Regions from separate parts of the Mus musculus genome. Here region 2 is linked to region 1. A link is a contact called in public capture Hi-C data. All regions are on one chromosome and are shown on one strand. The core of a region is the stretch at or near the end of the contact, and the rest is flanking DNA. Distances in the headings are between cores, read along the strand shown. Region 1 has its middle 110 kb from the start of Gm32240. Region 2 overlaps Fggy (FGGY carbohydrate kinase domain containing).

Region 1 (5,829 bases), core at 1,659-4,158:
TAACAGTTATGTTTATACATATTGCTTGCATTACAGCAGAGATGCCCTACAAAGTGGACTTCCCCTCTACCAGGAAGAGTGGCCCTTGACTGTCTCCTAAATGTGTGTCATGGCTTTTCAAGTTGACCCCCCCCCCTAAAGCTCTACCACCTATAGGTGTTCAAGGCTCCACCACCTGCCTTCTCCAGCCTCCAAAGGTGTTAAATGCTAGAATCAAGTAACTGCTTGCTTCTCATCAATGCCTCTGTACTGCTAGTTTTATGTCTGTTCGACATAAGCTAGACTCATTCGGGAAGAGGGAACCTCAGCTGAGAAAATATCCCCATCAGATTGTCTTACAAATAACAGTATGGAGCCTTGTCTTTATTGATGATTAATGAGGGAGGGCTCTGCTCAGTGGAGCCAGTGCAGTCCCTGGGCTGGTGGTCCCAGGATTAAATAAAGCATGCTGAGCAAGCCACTAAGAAGCCCTCCTCCATGCTTTCGGCTTCAGTTCTTACTTCCAGGCTCTTGCCTTGTGTTCCAGTCCTGACTTTTGTTACATCTCAAGCCCAGAACAAAAGGCTAAAGTGCCTACCCAATATATCAAAGCAAACCTGGCCACCAGGCTCTCCCTATATCCCTCATCCAGTACCTGGTACAAGTTATGGCTGCCATATCCTTCCATCTAACCTAAGCCCTAGCCCTTCCCCCCAGCTGCTCTTTCCTATATAATTCAATCTTTTAGTTACCTCGACTTTTCATTTACCCTTTACCTTCTTGGCCTCTTGGTCTTGATCTCCCCTCCCCACACCTTCTCTCCATGTGGCCTGGCCCAGGTCATAACTACTCTGGAATCTCCCAGATGTCCCTGTTCCTGGCTATGTCTCCCTTTTATCTATAATAAACTTTCTCCTCTGCCATACCTAGGTGTAGTCATGTCCTTTCCCTTTTTTATTTTTTTATTTTTTATTTTTCTATTCAACTCCCTTTGACAATGGGCTGTGACATGGAACTGTAACCTTGAAATAAATTATTTCCTGCCCAAGTTACTTTCAGTTACGACATTTTATTACATCAATAGAAACCCTAACTAAGACAGCAGAGATGCCCTGCAAAGTAGACTCCCCTCCTCTCCCAGGACTCAGGCCTCTCTGCCCTTCAGTGGATAGAGAGGTCATCTATCAAATCTCATGGACAGTCTTCAGTTTGGCCTGTTCTTGTCCACCTGAGATATTGCACAGCAGTGATCTCCCTTGGAGGTATACTGCCCAGAGTGAAGCTAGCAAAATTGTCAAAAAGTTTGATGAGAGGTAGGGAGAGGGAAAAGGAGAAGGGAAGGGAGAAGCAAAGGAATTTGAGTCATATTTTCTATTGGTACTAATAGCAGAAGTCAAGCATTACTATTCCAATTACAAGGGTTGAGTGACTTGTTCAGGACACAGAGCCATCTCGAAGGGGAAGCTCAGGACAGACAGATAGATCCAGAACTCAAACTCCAGGCTTGATTGCAAGCCGAATCTCTTCATAGCACCACATTGCCAGGCTGGTGTTCTCTAAGGGCCAGGTACAGATGAAGATGGCTAGTGCTGGGAGAGTAGGCACAGTGGTCTCCCACTACAAGGAAGGGCTAGCTAGGTAGCAGGCAAGAAAGGCATCCTTGTCTACAGTGTTGACGGGGCCTTTACAGTCCAGTCAGTGCTTACTCATCCTCCAGCTGGGAAGGGATGCACTCCTCCCCCAGAGGGTCAGATAAGGGTGAGAAAGTTTCTGTAGAATTGGTCTGAAGAAGAATCGGGAACCTGGAAACACTAGCCTGATTGGTACCGTGCAAGTCTAGGCTTGGATCCCAGCCCTGCCTGTGACCCTGAGCTAGTTCATGAACTTGTCTGTTTTCAGTTTGCTGATAATCCTATCCGCCTTGACAAACTTTCCTGTCCCCTCTCTCATTCCTTTTCAGGACGGCCGTGTTGTACCCAGGAGTAATCTTTAACAAATGTGAAACTAATAAGTCAGGACTCGTACACTACTGAATTAGTTTTCAGTAAATAAACCCCATTCATTTCTCATTGAACTTGAGACTAAATCCTCCATCATTCTGTGATCTCCTGTGTCTCAAGTGACCTGTTCCCTCTCTACTTCTCTACCTCACAACCCACTTCACAGACATTCTTCCAGCCCTACTGTCTCAGAGCACCCCTCCCCCACTCAAAGAGCCTTCATGTCCCAAAGCTTTCTCCTTTGCCAGCCCCTCCTTTCTCCTGGTGAGTGCTAATCATTTGCATGTCTCAGCTTCTCCTCTGAAAAGCAAACTGCCTCACACACTATTGAAACTCAATCACTGCTTTGCAGTTTCTTGCTACTCTGTATTTTCTTTCAAAGTATGAAGCAACACTTGCAGCCATGCATCTGAGCGTGTGATTCCTTGATCATGGTTATCTCCATAAGCTGTCAATCCTTTGAGAACAAGGTGTGAGCCTCGTTTGATCCATTCTGTCTAACTTGGAGCCATTCCAGTGCCCCGTTTATATTAGTTTACAAGCTCAAGAGATGCATGGGATATTGAACACTGGTGGCTGAAGGATATGTTAAGAATATTGAGGACCTTTAGGAGATCTTTGCAGCTCTGTCCCTGCTGTTACCCCCTCAATGGATATAGTCAGACTATAGTTCTCAGAAGTGGGTACAGCTCCTCCTTCCCCCCATTAAGAAATTCTGACACGGACCCTTAGGGGTTCACTGAAAGCAGTCACTGTGCCTGTGGAGCCAAGCTGAGCAGATCAGATGGCAGACCCTAGTACCCAGGGGATCAGGAATAACCTAGCAGGGAGTTTGGAAGGTGCTGGAGAGCCAGCCCCTTGGGTCTCATCAGACTGAGCCCTCCCTGTCTCTCCCGCCCCCTGCAGAAAGCTGCTCTGCCTGGTCCAATGCCAACTGGGCTGCTGCTTGTTTTGTTGTATGTGCTGCTAGGCAACTGGCCTGTTTTTGCTTATTTACCTCCCCTGGGCCATTTCACAACACTTAGTAATAGGCCTTGCTCTCTCTGGTGCACATCTGGTTTACATTAGCCTGTCAGAGCCCCTTTGCAAGGAGAGCTTGCCCTTCTCTCAGTGGTGACCAGCGAAGGCTCCCAGGACCCAGGCTGCTCCTGGGCGTTGATCACTCACCCAGTCCCCAGGGGCCTCCACCCTGCAACCTCCTACATGGTTTTCAACACTTTACACATTTACAAGCCCATTGAGGAGGAACTTTGGGAGGAGAAAGGCGAGGGAGGGTTCAGGACTATAAGAGCAGGAATTAAAGTTAGAGAGCATGCCATCAGAGTGCCTGAGCCCCAACAATGCCCTTGTTGACTCACAGAGAGGGACAGTTGCCTCACCCAGGACACAGGGACTCAAACCTTCCCACCAAGACCACCTAGCATTAAAAAAATTGTGGTTTCTGTGAAGGGTCAGTTGAGAATCAAAACTTTGATAAATGCCATTTCAAGACAGAAAAAGAATAAAAGTTTTTTGTTTTGCTTTTTTTTTTAACCTGTCTACATAGGATTCATTGCAAAGCAGGGTTAGCCAAAAATGAATAAGAAGGACCAAGATCAAATTCAGGGCACTTCTCTGGTCTCTTTTGCTCCACTGATCTGGCAAGCATGGTCTACTCAGAAGGTAGCCCACAGCCTTCACAATGACATTCAAGGCACTTTAGGTCTGGGCCTTATTACTTCTCTGACCTCATCATCCTCCCATCCATCCCTGCTTCCGTAGGGTATACCATGAAAAAGAGTGAAGTTTTCTATTATATGGAAGCACTGAGCAGCTGTGCACAGCTCTGAGAACAGAGCAAGGACTGGGCTACCACTCCACTTCTCTATCAGTCTAGACCACTGCATAGTAAACAAAGTGCTTGAGGTCATGAACTCATATTCAGTGCTGTGTTTTAGGGTTTCTACTGTTTCAGCTTGCAACTTTCAGATCATACTCCATCACTGAGGGAACTCAAGACAGGAACCTGAAGGCATACTGCTTACCAGCTTGCTCCCTATAGCTTGCTCAGCTCCTTTTCTTATACAACTAAGGACCACTTGCCCAGGGTTGGCACTACCCACAATAGGTTAGATCCTCTGACATCAGTCATTAGTCAAGAAAATGTCCAACAGACCTGCCTACAAGCTAGTCTGACAGAGATATTTTCTCAATTAAGATTCCTTCTTCCAAGATATGTCTAGGTTTGTGTCAAGTTAGTAAAAACCAACTAGCACACTCTGATAGCACTAAACACCACCACCACCACCCCATTCGCCAAGAGCTTATACATGGAACAGTGTTGTACATGGATTAGACTTAATAATATGTAATGAATAAATGACTATGTCTGGTTTTCTTCTCAGCTCTCTTACATGGAATTTTCTATACTAACCTTTCTCTTACAAGATAAAATGCTCATCTGTCATGTTAGACTATAAGTCCTCATGCGTATCCCTTCTCTCAGTGCTAGTTCATGGTGACCCCATACATCTCTGGACAGAGAACTTAGTTCTTTCTCCACTTAGAACACCCTTCCCCATCCAACTCTGCCTCCCCAAACCTCCCCCATGGATTTGACCTGTCCCTTCTCATGCCAGAAAGTCATCTCAGCAATTGCCCAATGCTTATCTCTGGTTTTCAGAAACAGTAGTTAATCCATCCAGGCTATTACAATACTGATCAATGATAGACAGGACACTGGAGAGCCAGCTGTATGGCCATAAAGAGCAACAAGCTATGGCCTCCATTCTTGAGGATTCTCAATATATTGAGTATTCTTTGGATTCATTTTGTCAGTTGTTGACCTTGGATGTAGAGGTCTTGCAGTTCAAGAGTATGGGAATTTTGCCTGCATGTATATCTGTGTATCACATGTACACCTGGTGCGACAAGTTGGAAGAGAGTGCCACATCCTCTGGAACTAGAGTTTCAAATGGTTGAGAGCTACAACATGAGTGCTGAGAACTGGACCAGGGTCCTCTGCAAGAGCGACTAGTTCTGTTAACCACTGAGCTACCTCTTCAACACCAGTAGTTCAAAAGTATGGGAAGAGGCAACAGCAAAATCTTAATGAGTGTTTCCTTTTACAGTTCTATCATCCCATTTCCCACCCAGAGGGGAAACACTGTCCATGTGGTTTCTTACAACAAAATCCAGGATGACCAATAGTCCTAAATTCTATTACATCACACAATCCCTGCTAAACTCCAGTCCTGCCCCTGCTTGCTTCCTAAGCATCTCAGTCCTCCGCCTCTCTCCCCCTACACAGTCCTAATCCCTAGCCTTGATGCCTCATCACAGGCTCTTCTTTTTTCTTCTTTCTTCCTTTTTTTGTATTTTTAGTTATTTTATCTATTTACATTTCAAATATTCCCCTTCCCAGTTTCCCCTTTGCAGCTATAAGGGTACTCCCACCCCACCCCCTCTAGCATCCCCCTATGCTGGGGCATCAAGCCTCCACTGGACCAAGGGCCCTCCCTCCCATTGATGCCGGATAAGGCCATCCTCTGCTACATATGTAGCTGGGGTCACGAAACATGAGAATTACATACATATTCACATGTGTACACACACACACACACACACCCCTCATAAAAATACCATTGGAAACCATAGTATGCAATCAAAAGATCAGTAAGGTTAAAAACAAACAAATAAACATGAGATGAAAAAATACTCAAAAGAGTTCATTTTATGTTAGCCATATGATGTGAGCATAGGAACTAAACTTAAGTGTGGTTTGTATACCCAGAGAGAGTCTTTTAAAGATACTACTTTTTTGTTTGGCAAGCAGTTATTAATTGGAGATAGTTTCTTGGTATGCTGACTA
Region 2 (5,829 bases), core at 1,252-3,751, 560 kb before region 1:
CCTGGTCCCATTACCTCTGCTCAAGGTCCCTGACTGCACTCAAGGATCTGCCCATGCGTAGACTGGAGATATGCATGGGTGACACAAGTAGGTAATTTGTCTAAGTACTGGCTATGTGCCGGATTTATGATCATTTCATATCTATGATAAGCCTACAGGCAGGCACCTTTAGCAATTCATTTTTTTTTATACCCGAGGAAACAATGTTTGAGGGCGTAGGTCCAAGACACTTGAATTCCACTCAGTGTCTGACTCCAGAGTTTCCTCCAAGTCATAAGCCCCCCTGCATTTGAAGACTGGTATTTTCTACATGTTCACTCCTGTCTTTTTTAACCACTGACACCAGCACAGTCATTCCATGGTGAACTCTACTCTCCTGTCTGACTTTTCTAACTATGCCATGGAGTAGAATTTTTCACATTTTACAAAGAAGAAACTGAGAGTTTGGAATAAGCATGGTGTCCAAATTGGCTATGAAAGGAGCTGGGATTCAGAAGCCATGTGCTATTTCTCAGTGGCGCCTGACACACACTGTATAAATGCTGGCCCTTGTACGATTCTTATTAGGAAGGTCATATTAGCATGGCCATTTTACAGACAGAAAGAAATTAGGACTTACAACAGGCCTCACAATGGACAGAGCTGGTACTGATTCTTGGAAGTCTGGTTGCAAGAGGTGAGCTCTCAGCCTCTGGCACTTCCTGGCTTTGAAAAGAGAAGGATACTGATTGGGTAAGAGAAGAGGCATATCTTTAAGAGCAGCATCTACCTCAACAAGAAACCTTGTGTGTCTAGGCACTCTGAAAGCCCTAGGAGAAACTGCCCACCTAGGTGGATAGAACAGTTCCTTATGGCCTTGGCTCCTCCTCTCCAAGAGAGGTGGGCCACCCTTGAGAACTTTCCGGTGTTAAGCTATTGTGTAGGTGTTTTTATTCCCTTAGGCCAAGCCCACCTAGAAACATCATTAGGAAATTGCCTCAGACTCTTTAAGCATGCTGTACCTCTGGAATTTGCCTACAAAATCTTCAAGTTTTCAGTGACCAGCTTTATTCAAAATCCCAGTGGGGCAAGCTTTTAGTCAATAAGGGCAAAGCTGAAAATCTGTGATAGGCAATTTGACACCAATTCTTTCAATTTGGGGTGACTCCCATTTTACAGAGAAATAAATAAGGCTAAGAGCATCAAAGTAATGCCACAAAGTAAGGAGGTTATTCGAGGAGCCTGGACGGTTCCAGTGGCTCTGGGATTACAGACCAGGAACTCACCTGAACCCTGTTACTCCACATGTGCTGGGAACCTTTTAGAATTGCCCTACAATTCACAATAAAATTGAAAAGAATATCAATAGAGACCAGTCTGAAAGCTGATGTGTTCTATTCTGAATGTCCCTCCACGAAGGATACTTTATGTCCAAGTCCTGCATTCACTCGTGGCACATGGAGGAGAGAAACATTCTCACCAAATGGACTGGGGGTGTTCAAGTAAAAACTCTCTAGGAAATCATACAAAGGGCTAGATTCATAGGTGTCAGAGTATGCAGATGGTCACTGCTGCTCAGAACATTCCAGCAAAATACATAGGGACAGGAGGAGGACAGCAGATGTTTCTACTCCCGGTTTTGGCAAGAATATAAAGTGACCGACAATGTCCCATGTTGGCAGAGATACAAATGAGGACAGGCTTTCTGGAGGATTGAGACCACAGTGAGAGACCACAATTTTAAAAATGCAACTCTTTCACTGTAAATTCTACTTTACTGTATATATCCCAGAGAAATCTTCACGCTTGGGTGTTAAGAACCATACCACTGAAGATCCCGAAACCTTCATTTGCAATAGAGTAGGAATGCCTATGTATCTTTCAATGGAGTACTGGCTACATTACCTTCAAATGGTGATTATAGTATAACTAATCACAGGTAAGGGACACAGGGCAGATGCACTCAATATATCTTAATAATGAAGGAAAAGTGGAACACCCTCTACCTCATGATCTTGTGTGCGTGTGTGCATGTGAGTACATTAAAGTGGCCGGGAACACATAGGAAATGTGTGACAGTAAGAATCTTGTTGGTTAGGGTAGTGCCATCTACCCTTTCCTCTGTATTTGTATAGCTCCGGTTTATACTGTAACCTGACGTTCCTGGCATTTTTCAGTTCTCTAAAGAGAAGAAGAAAAAAAAATCTCAATCAGAGGAAGTACTGGGCAGGGTAGCTCATGGCCTGAGAATTTATGAACCAAGGACCAAATCGGTTTTTGCCATCTTGGGAAAATATGTATGTGACCACATTTCAAGCCAACTCCAACTAAATAAGAAATTGCCAGGCCTTGTAAGCATACACTTGATTTAAATCTTGGGGTCCAATGGGCACATACTAGATGTGAGCCCCTTAAAGAATGGCTCCTACTCGCCTAAACCATTTCAGATGTTCCTTTAGCCTTGGCTCCCCTAAGACATAAACTATGTGTTCAGGGGAAAGCAAAGTCAAATGACTCATGACAGAGTTTGTTTTTAGTATGAATTATTTTTCTCTGCCTCCTTGCTGTTAAAGACAGATACTTTACAGATGGTTGAGCAATGATTTCTGGGATCTAGGTTGACTGTGGGCCCTCTGAGAGCGGGAAGTAGACAGAGGGGAGAATTTTTCCCCACCATTATGCTTCCACCATGCCCCCCCTTTTCCAGAGCTCTGTAGTGGCAGCTCTGAGGGAGAAGGATGAAACAGAGGGAAGAGGAACCTTCAAAAGAAAAACTACCTTGTCTACCTTGCCAAGTACTGATATGGGATGCCGGGAAGACCATGTAACTGCTCTAGTCTGGTTTCCACTGTGTAATGGGCAGAATAGTGACTTGGACTGCCATGGGCATTCCATGCGGTGAAAATGGCCTAAGGCCTGCCATTCAGAAAGCTTCTAGTAAACGGACCTAGGCTGAACTTCAGGACAGGGATGTGTCCCTTGTGCCCTAGTGTCTGCCTAAGAACCAGGTAGGAGGAAAGGGAAGAAAGATGAAAAGAGGGTTGTAGGAAATTGACAAACAATGGCACAACTTGCATTTATGGAGTAACAGGTATATCTCTAACTGCTTTACCATTGATCTTCATATATAACTGTCTGTGGCAGAACCAATGTTTACCCACGTATCCCAGGTGAAACAAAACAAAACAAAACACCAGAGGCACAATGCTTAAGAAACTAGACCAGGGGCTTGAGGACAGCTTGTTGCATATGAATTAGGTGCTGAGTTCAGATCACAACACCCACCTACAAAGCAGGCATAGAGGGCTGAGACAGAAGGAACATTGAGCCTTGATGGCTACCAGCCCATGTATCCATTCAACGAGATATTCTGTGTCAGTGGAATGGGATAGAAACTGACAGAGTAGGATATCCCATGGCCTCTTCTGAGAGACGCGAGGGAAAAGGAAATAGACACGAGAAGTGTGATATCCTCTGAGAACTACTCACAAGAGGACAGTAAGGCAGCAGAGCTTCTTAAGCTGTTCTAGGCCCAGTGGAATTCACACTTTGGAAAAAGTGAGGACCAGAAGTCAGGACTGACATCCAGGGAGGATAAAAATTCCAGAGCTGGCGGGAATCTTGTATAATGTCTGTCACAGCTCCATCAGACAGGTGTACTGTCGTTTGGTTCACTTCAGTTGAGCAAAAACTGGAATCTAGACCATTTCTTTCTAACCCTGCTCTCTGTCTGGCATCTAGACCACACTGCCATCCTCTCTCATCTATGTGCCACCTTCACATTGTGACAAGCTTCTGCTTTCTCAATCTGTAGTTTCTACTTACACACAGAAGGACAAACAGAGCCAATGGACATTTAGGCTTGGGTATGTCCAGATCCAGTGACCCAGTCATCCCTGGAATATGATCAATATTTGCTATGGTCTCCCATCACCACACTGTACCATTTACTCGGTAAGCAGCTGTTGTAAAAAGATATGGGTTTCCTCAGGAGTCTACCCAGGGGGAAATGATGGGCAAGACTGGAGAAAGTGGTCTCTCCGTCAACTAACAAAGCTACTCTTGATTCATATGTATCTTTATTATATCAGCTGCCCCTGCACCATATTAGTGGGGAAAAGTATTCATTTATTTATCCACATTTATATAAGATATACAACGGGACTTGTCTCTAAGTTCATGCATCCACTGCTTCTGAGCTTTAAAAGTCTGCCCCTGGCCCTCTACCTCATTCCCCGAACAGCCATACATATGTTCGCCTCTGTTTTTGAAGTCCTAGTTCAACTGTCAGTTCCCTTGAAATATTTTCTCAGACTTCAAGACTAGGAGTTTAGCACACTATTATCACTGCCTGTTTCATGGTATTTCTTCTCTACGATGCTGGCAAAAACTTGAAACAAAACAAAACACCATTGCTGAGCCTGTCCACTCCAGGATTGACTCTGTGAAGAGAATAGGCCTAACACAGATGGCTGCCCATGAAGAAGTGTATACTGAATAAGAGAATGAGAGAAAGAAAGGAGACGGAGAAGTTGGCATTCAGACCAGAGACACAGACTTACAAACCATGTCTGGAGAAGAATGTGACCCAGGGTCCACCTGGGCTCTCAGGTGCTCAGCGTGCCTAAGTCTGCAGGACTTCATTATACCTCACGTTCATCTTACTCTCGATTCATAGGGTAGGGGCGAATGTGTATTGGAAGCAATGTCTTAGGCCAATTCTCTCAACTGCATGCTTTCCCCTACATCCCCTTTCTTGACTATATCACAGAACACTACCATTCTAAATCATGGTCAATGTCTGGGGCATAAGACTTCGTCAAAGGGCTGAAAGGGAAGAGAGTACACATCTCTCCCCGCACCAGCATGCCCCAGCCTCCATGGGTTTTGTTTGTTCTATAGACTCATCAATATACTGTCACCACAGAGCCTTTGTCTTCTCTGCCACTGAGGGTTCCTGCCAAGCATCCTTCATTAGGATGGTGACTCCCATTGCTCTTATCATCAGCTTTGCATATCCTCTCTCCCTAACCTGTCTTTGCTCTTTTCATTGCTTCATTTTCTCTTACTTCATTGCCTGCTTCTTGGGCAGTGGAATGTAAGCTCTGTGGCTGATGACATTCAGAGCACAGAAAGCTGGTGCCAGAAGGTAAAGGAGATACCGGAGTTTTGAGTAGAGCTGGGTAGAGAGACTAAGGACAGTGACACTGACTTCAAAACATTTAAAGACCTGATGATAGCCCTTCCTGCCCATAATTCATTACAATCCTATGACCGAGCATGTTGACATTGTTCTTTTGCAATGCATAAACACTTCATCAACATGTGTGGAACAACCATAATAGTAGTTCCTGACCCTTGCTATGGAACTTACATGGGTTGTTTCATGTAAAGCGATTAGAAGAGTGTCCAGCATGCAAACAGCATCAGAAGCAGCATCTGCCACACCGCTGTGTGCACAGATATGGTGGGTTTGTGTGTTCTGCTTCTGTGAATTATATATGGCGTGTATTGCACGTATTTTTGGTTTTTAAAACAAAGCTTGAAATTTCTACAATGAACGATGTGAAACATGTGCTCCCTATTTTAAATTCAAAGTAGGCAGTGTTGAACATTTTATAGGGATTGTTTTCAGTGTTTATGTAGTCAGAAACTTTTAATATGTTTGTAATAGGCATATACGACTTTTTAATCAAAGATTTAAAAGTTTTAAGACATGTAAGCGGGGAGGCGCAAGTTAAGAGCTCAAAATCTGGAACCGATGAAAATATGCTAATGGGGAGAATGATTGGCTAAAAGTCCCAAACACAACTTCTTAGGGGTAAATATGAGTCAAAAGAACTAGATGGA

Evidence for each region. Capture Hi-C pulls out chosen DNA fragments and counts their contacts.
Region 2: a capture Hi-C map of embryonic tail shows a contact between it and region 1, with 5 times the contacts expected there. The contact joins two enhancer-like sites. A contact is called at or near these places in 2 of 39 promoter capture datasets (the 3T3-L1 cell line and the C10 cell line), 2 of 15 datasets of contacts at CTCF or cohesin (the NIH/3T3 cell line and pro-B cells), 28 of 484 Hi-C or Micro-C datasets (3T3-L1-derived adipocytes, the C2C12 cell line, DN3 thymocytes and 20 more), 11 of 115 datasets of contacts at active chromatin or transcription factors (the 230-238 cell line, the NIH/3T3 cell line, T-cell acute lymphoblastic leukemia and 7 more) and 2 of 9 other capture datasets (embryonic tail and embryonic trunk).

What each region holds. Positions count from the first base shown.
Region 1 is chr4:95,315,185-95,321,013 of GRCm38.p6, reverse strand. No RefSeq gene overlaps it. Among named protein-coding and RNA genes, the nearest start is that of Gm32240, 110 kb to the right of the region's middle. RefSeq lists an enhancer at 2,280-3,485. Within about 2 kb of position 2,908, at least 118 of the 459 cell types and tissues checked have an H3K27ac peak or open chromatin away from gene starts, as enhancers often do.
Region 2 is chr4:95,871,838-95,877,666 of GRCm38.p6, reverse strand. The region is part of intron 14 of Fggy (FGGY carbohydrate kinase domain containing); the gene reads right to left. Among named protein-coding and RNA genes, the nearest start is that of Hook1, 93 kb to the left of the region's middle. Within about 2 kb of position 2,501, at least 3 of the 459 cell types and tissues checked have an H3K27ac peak or open chromatin away from gene starts, as enhancers often do.